Regions from separate parts of the Zea mays genome. Here region 2 is linked to region 1. Evidence: chromatin contacts called from public Hi-C data. All regions are on one chromosome and are shown on one strand. Each heading gives the region's core, a stretch centred on a gene start, on an enhancer-like site or on the middle of the called end of the contact. The rest is flanking DNA. Distances are from core to core; before and after follow the strand shown. Region 1 holds the start of LOC100857064 (probable WRKY transcription factor 51). Region 2 has its middle 20 kb from the start of LOC100274345.

Region 1 (2,725 bases), core at 111-2,610:
CATTCACCATCTAAGATTAACTTGTTAATCGGTCTCTGCTAGCTTCCACATATTCGTAACAAACAAAAGAAAAGCAAGCTAAGCATGGCACGGAGTGTGCACAGTTTGTAGAGCTAGTCATGGTCTCATGGATAACAACCTCTACGACACGAATTCATGGAATGTGATGTGGGTTGCAGATCGATACCTTGGATGGAGGCTGTTCTTGACAACCTTCTGCCCGTACTTCCTCCACTTGTAGCCATCATCCAGTACATCCACATCGCTTCTGGTCTGGAAGCAAAACCTCGGTTCCCTCATCTTCCTCCTCACCTTCATCTTCCCTCTCTCCGCTATCGTAGCTGCTGACCCCTTCCACCTGCACAATCACACGCCACGCTTAGCTTCCACACACACCATCAAACCCTAACGGACTATAGCCAAAGGTTTAGTTCAAGAAACATTACAGAGAGAGAGAGAGAGAGGGAGAGGGAGAGCATACCATGTGCTATTACTCTCGTTGCAACCTTTAGTAGTCAGCGAGGTGCAGACCTGCATGCGGAAGAAAGAAACGTCTCATAAGGAACAAGCAAGAAATTAGGACGCCGGTCGACATATATGTAGTAGGACTACGAGCTTAATCGTATATTATGCAGAAAAACCTTCAAGCAAGCTAGTTCACCTCACCTTCGTCTCAGCGCCAATAGTACTGGGCATGAAACCAGCAGTAGGCTTCGCTGTTGCGCCGGCGGCAGCAGAGCAGCTGCCGAAGGCCGGCAGCGGGTATAGTCCACATTGGTCGGAGTAGAGCATCCCGCCATGGTTCTCGGCTTCTTCCTGGTCAAACGGCATCTGGAAAAGCCTATTATCGTTTGGCTGGCTAGGAAGTTGTAGCGGGAGAGGAAGAGGGAAGGCGGCGTAGTGATCCGGCACAAGGAAGCCAGGAAGGCAGCAAGCCCCCAACAACTGGCCTCCCTCCATATATGCCTGCATATATGCGCTAGCGATGATCGATCTGGACGATGCAAGTGCGGTTCTTGGTTGGGCGGGCGGGGCACAGAATTCGCAGCAGGATAGAATGGGTCTCTCTCTCCTTTCGGTGTCAACTGTGCATGATAAGGTTGAGGTTGACGACGATGATGCTTTGAGGTAGGTTAGTGGTTGGTGGTGTGGGGCGGGCTATATGGCCGCTTGAGGATCGAGGACCATGGATACCGGAGCAAGCTAAGCTAGCCCTGGGCCTCTAGCGCAGATTGTGCCGTGTGTACAGTACTTGCTTCAGTACTAGCTGTTGGCCTGTCCCAGGCCCCAGCTAGCTAGGTCGTGCTAGCTAATTCATCTGCAGCTTTCATGTGGTGCCAGAGATATGCCTCTCTTTTTTTCACCTATCTCATCTCGCTAGGAGTGTATCATAGATGCGTGGGTTTGATACAAAGGAAAATCCCGCTGCAATGCTGTTGCGTCTTGCGTTGCGTTAACTGGGCCGTGTGTTTCAGTCCTTGGCTGTTGCTGGCTCCTTGCATGCATATGCATATGCTTTTCTGTCTCGATCAGCTTTCCAAGCTAATTGCGTCTTCAGTGGCGCCTCAACCGGCAAGGGCTTTTCAGGCGGCCCGTATACTATTTCAGCGATTGTTTGGCATACAGGAATAGCACTGATTGTACCTTTTGTCCCCCTGCCCTGCGATCGATTGCCCAATCGACCCATATCTGCATGTCCTTTTTAGCTAGGGATGCTCTCCTCGCAAAAAGATCATGCACTGGCCGGCCGGTTCACTCGTTTTCAGTGTCTCTGTAGTGCGCACATTTCAATACGGCATCTCCTTTGAATCATCACCGTCTTGGGTACGTGTTCAGAGCAGGTTTTGCTAGCTTTTCCACCTATCCTCCCAAAAAATGACCACCCATTTAGCTCTATCGCTTTAACTTGCATAGGTGGAAAAACTATCCTCCCAAAAGCTAGCAAAGCCAGAGCAATTGACGAACCACATTATTTCGCTACAAAAGCATTAGTATTTCTCTAACCTTTCCATTATAGTGCCATTTGCCCTGAAGTTGGCAAAACAGGCCCGGCAGTCTAGATAATATGACACTAAAAAACACGGCTCAAGCATGGATCGACCTAAGACCCCTAGTTTCTGTGCAAAACATGATATATTGATAGGACCATCAACCATGTCTAGACCACCACGTCAGCACGTAATGTCGACCTCGACATGGCACATGCTAAAAAGTTATCATACAAGCAGCATGACGCTTGGTATCACTTGCTGTTGATGCCCCTGTCCCCCTCTCCTCTCAATTGCTGATTTGCCGGTTAGGAGGCAGAGGTATATAACGATGTTGTACCCCTGCTCCCTCCTTCTCGTGGAACCATAACTCATTTCCTCTCTTGCTTCTATATCTCCTCTCTCACTCTAGCTACCTACCTCTCTTGTGAGATATCATCTTCGTGCCCCCACCCGATAGGTAGGGTGTTGCTCCCCGCCACCACTAATTGGCAAGGGCTCATGGCATTACTCTTGCTAATCCTCGACCTCCAATGTAGCCTTGTCCTCTTCATCTCGTCTACCCCTTTATCTCTGTATCATCTTTGTCATCAGCCTTGCTAGATAGCAGACACTAACAACACTAGGGCTCCGGATTCACCGATACGAGTTTTTTTTCCTATCTCATTTATCTCTCTCCATGTCTCTAGTCTCTACATGTAACTTATTTTTTGTGTTTTTTCCTAGACCTACAACCA
Region 2 (2,725 bases), core at 69-2,568, 55 kb after region 1:
ACCAAGTAATGACAGAAAAAATCGCACAGTGATACACGCCACAATTAACAGATATACAATGCAATCGTAGCTGTGGTCAACTAGCTGATTATATTATTCTTCAAAATGCTGAAAAGGGTCTAAAAGAGGCTTGGAAAGCGAAGCAGGTAATTATGTACCGCGCGCGGAAGTGGGGCTGCAAAAGATGCTGGCAAACAAAACACATGGCTGGTGGCAGCTGCTGCTGCTGCAGGCACGCACATTGATGTTTCCAGATTGAGCCACGGTTTGCTGGAGGCAGGGGGGCGAATTCCTATCATTGCGAGCTGCTGCAAAAGCCTCTTCTTCAGGTCCCCCGTAGTATGGGCCACTGGACGGTCCACTGCTCCCCGATGCGCACATAGTACGGTGTCATCAAATACGTACTGCTGATGACGCTCATGCATATTATATTTATTCCCAGCTCACGTTTAAACTTTCATATGCTAAATGCACTGTCATCGTGCAAATAATAATAGTGCATGTGTACTAGGCTTGTTTGGTTCACAGGCTGAGAAATCCGCCTCGTCTAGTAGGCAACGATCTCAGGTGTCCGATTTCAGATGCCTAGGACTAGATTGAGTTGTCTACCGGTGCTCCCAGGCTATGGCGCCGACCAAAAACTCTAAGAGGGTGTTCATTTCCGTTTATTTCACATCGGCGCAGCGACTGAGAACTGAATAATCTTTGGCAAACGCCTCCCGATGAGACCATGATTTTTCTGCCTACAGCCCATGAAGAGCAAAACCAACATTTGAACTGCACCACTGATTCCCTATGTCGCCGCCACGGCGCCGGCCGGCTCCAAACGCAAACAGGGCCAAAACTAGCTAGCTAGTGGCAGGCCGGGTCGTCGGCTGTGCTGCTGGCACGGAAATAATTGACAAGTCGCACACGGGTGGCGTGCTCTGCTCCGTGCCCAAGAAATCAGGAGCGAGCTGATAACCGTGAACAGGAACAGTTGCGTACGTACGTATATTCTGCCGCGCCCTGCGCAGGCAAGCAGCGGCCGCAGCGGCAACAAAAGAATAGAAACCCTAAAGTGGCGGCGGTGTCGTAGCTTACCACTGCGCGCACACGTCGAGACGACAGCGTCGGAGAGATATGATGCATATGGTAGCATGCGTGCATGCATGGAGCAGGCCGGGCCGCCAAAACGACGCAAGGTGACAACAAGGAGAAAACGAAACGAAATACGTACGCGCGTACTACGAAAACTCGATCGAATCATGGCGCGTGTACTGCTGCTGTCTCTGTATGTACGTGTGGCCCAGCCCTGATGCTCTTTTTTCCCCGTGTTTTCTCTCGCTTTTTGCATGCATGCATGTATGTGTCCTCCTCGGTCGTTGTCGTAGCTAGCTTGCTTGCTTGTTGCTTTCATCGGTGTCCGGTGGGTGTCGATCTTTTGCATTGTGCAAGCTGCAAGACAAAACCTCCTATATATCCCGATGAAAAGAAGCAAAAAAAAAAGGTAGCTTTACATAGCCTTTCTTCAGGTAGCTAGGTATAGGCACTACACTAGGCACTACCTAGCTATTAGCCAGGCCTGGTAATATCGGCATTACTATTATCTAGATCTAGGTTTTGGGGCATCAAGAACGCATGGGTATGGCTTCATCCCGCTCTAGCTCCTATGTTCTTGTCTTTCATGTTTGCCCATACGGCCACCCATAGCCATATATACATGGTTAGATCCAGCTCTTTTTTTCATTTCAAAAATGAGTAGAGTACATACATGTACTACAAACTCATCGGATACGTACATGTATAAACGCAAGCCGCACACGCACACAGTATATCTGTATCTCTCTAGAAGTGCCTAAAAAATCCTAAACTACCCGAAGTTGACAAAAGTCACAGCAAGTACCATAGCTTGTTGTCAAATAATTAGGGCTGGGCTGTAAGCGGGCTTTCATGTAAACCTGTAAATAGGCCTAATTTTATGGGTTACCACAGTCTAACACCCAGAGTAACTTTTTTTTGAAAGTACATAGAGGTCAAATATACGGTTGGAGAGCGACAAAGAAAAATGACTTGTTTATCCGTTGATCAGATAGACGGTTATTACAAACCATTGGTGCCTAGAGCTCATCAAACACATTCCATTTCATTGCTCATATATATCCATTGCGGAAAAAAAATTGGTGCAGCCGACTGCAAACCAGAATGTTTGTAGTCCCTCACAAAAAAGGAGGATTGACCCAACCGACCCACCCGCAGCAGCAATAACACAACTAAAACGTTATCTGGTGGACCTGCAGGTGGGATCAATCCTCCTTTTTTGTGAGAGGCCGTAAACATTCTAGTTTGCAGCCGGCTGCACTAAATTTTTTCCCCATTGCCCCTGTATTGGGTGAAGGTTTTTTTGTCCAGATGCATGCTTACGTGCATGTGACAACGTGTTGCCTACCGAAGGATCACAAGGACCCCGAGTTCAGAACGGGAGAGCAACCTCTTTCTGGCATGACAACTGGCTTGATGATTGGATCCTGTCCAAGTCCGATCCAACACCTGCGCAGTGCTTCAAAATCACTGCTTCGATGACTCAGTGTCCGTTAACGCGGTGGAAAAAAAAACTTTTATAGCCCCCTCACATTCACCACCTAGCTGGTGGTCTTTATAAATAGAAGAATAACAAATTACTACGCGGTTAAGTTATAAATTTTGATATGTTTTTATGGGCTTTTCAAGTGGTGGATGTGAGGAA

What was found. A called contact is a pair of places that touch in the nucleus more often than the background predicts.
Region 2: a Hi-C map of leaf shows a contact between it and region 1, with 2.5 times the contacts expected there. The contact joins the enhancer-like site here to the promoter of LOC100857064 in region 1.

The regions. Positions count from the first base shown.
Region 1 is chr5:194,993,928-194,996,652 of Zm-B73-REFERENCE-NAM-5.0, forward strand. LOC100857064 (probable WRKY transcription factor 51) reads right to left here and starts at 1,361. Exons shown (of 4, transcript XM_020537772.3): 1 at 667-1,361; 2 at 482-531; 3 at 188-358. The coding sequence starts at 972.
Region 2 is chr5:195,049,118-195,051,842 of Zm-B73-REFERENCE-NAM-5.0, forward strand. No RefSeq gene overlaps it. Among protein-coding and RNA genes, the nearest start is that of LOC100274345, 20 kb to the right of the region's middle. Within about 2 kb of position 1,319, at least 17 of the 20 cell types and tissues checked have an H3K27ac peak or open chromatin away from gene starts, as enhancers often do. A contact at or near this core is called in leaf, where this site is marked.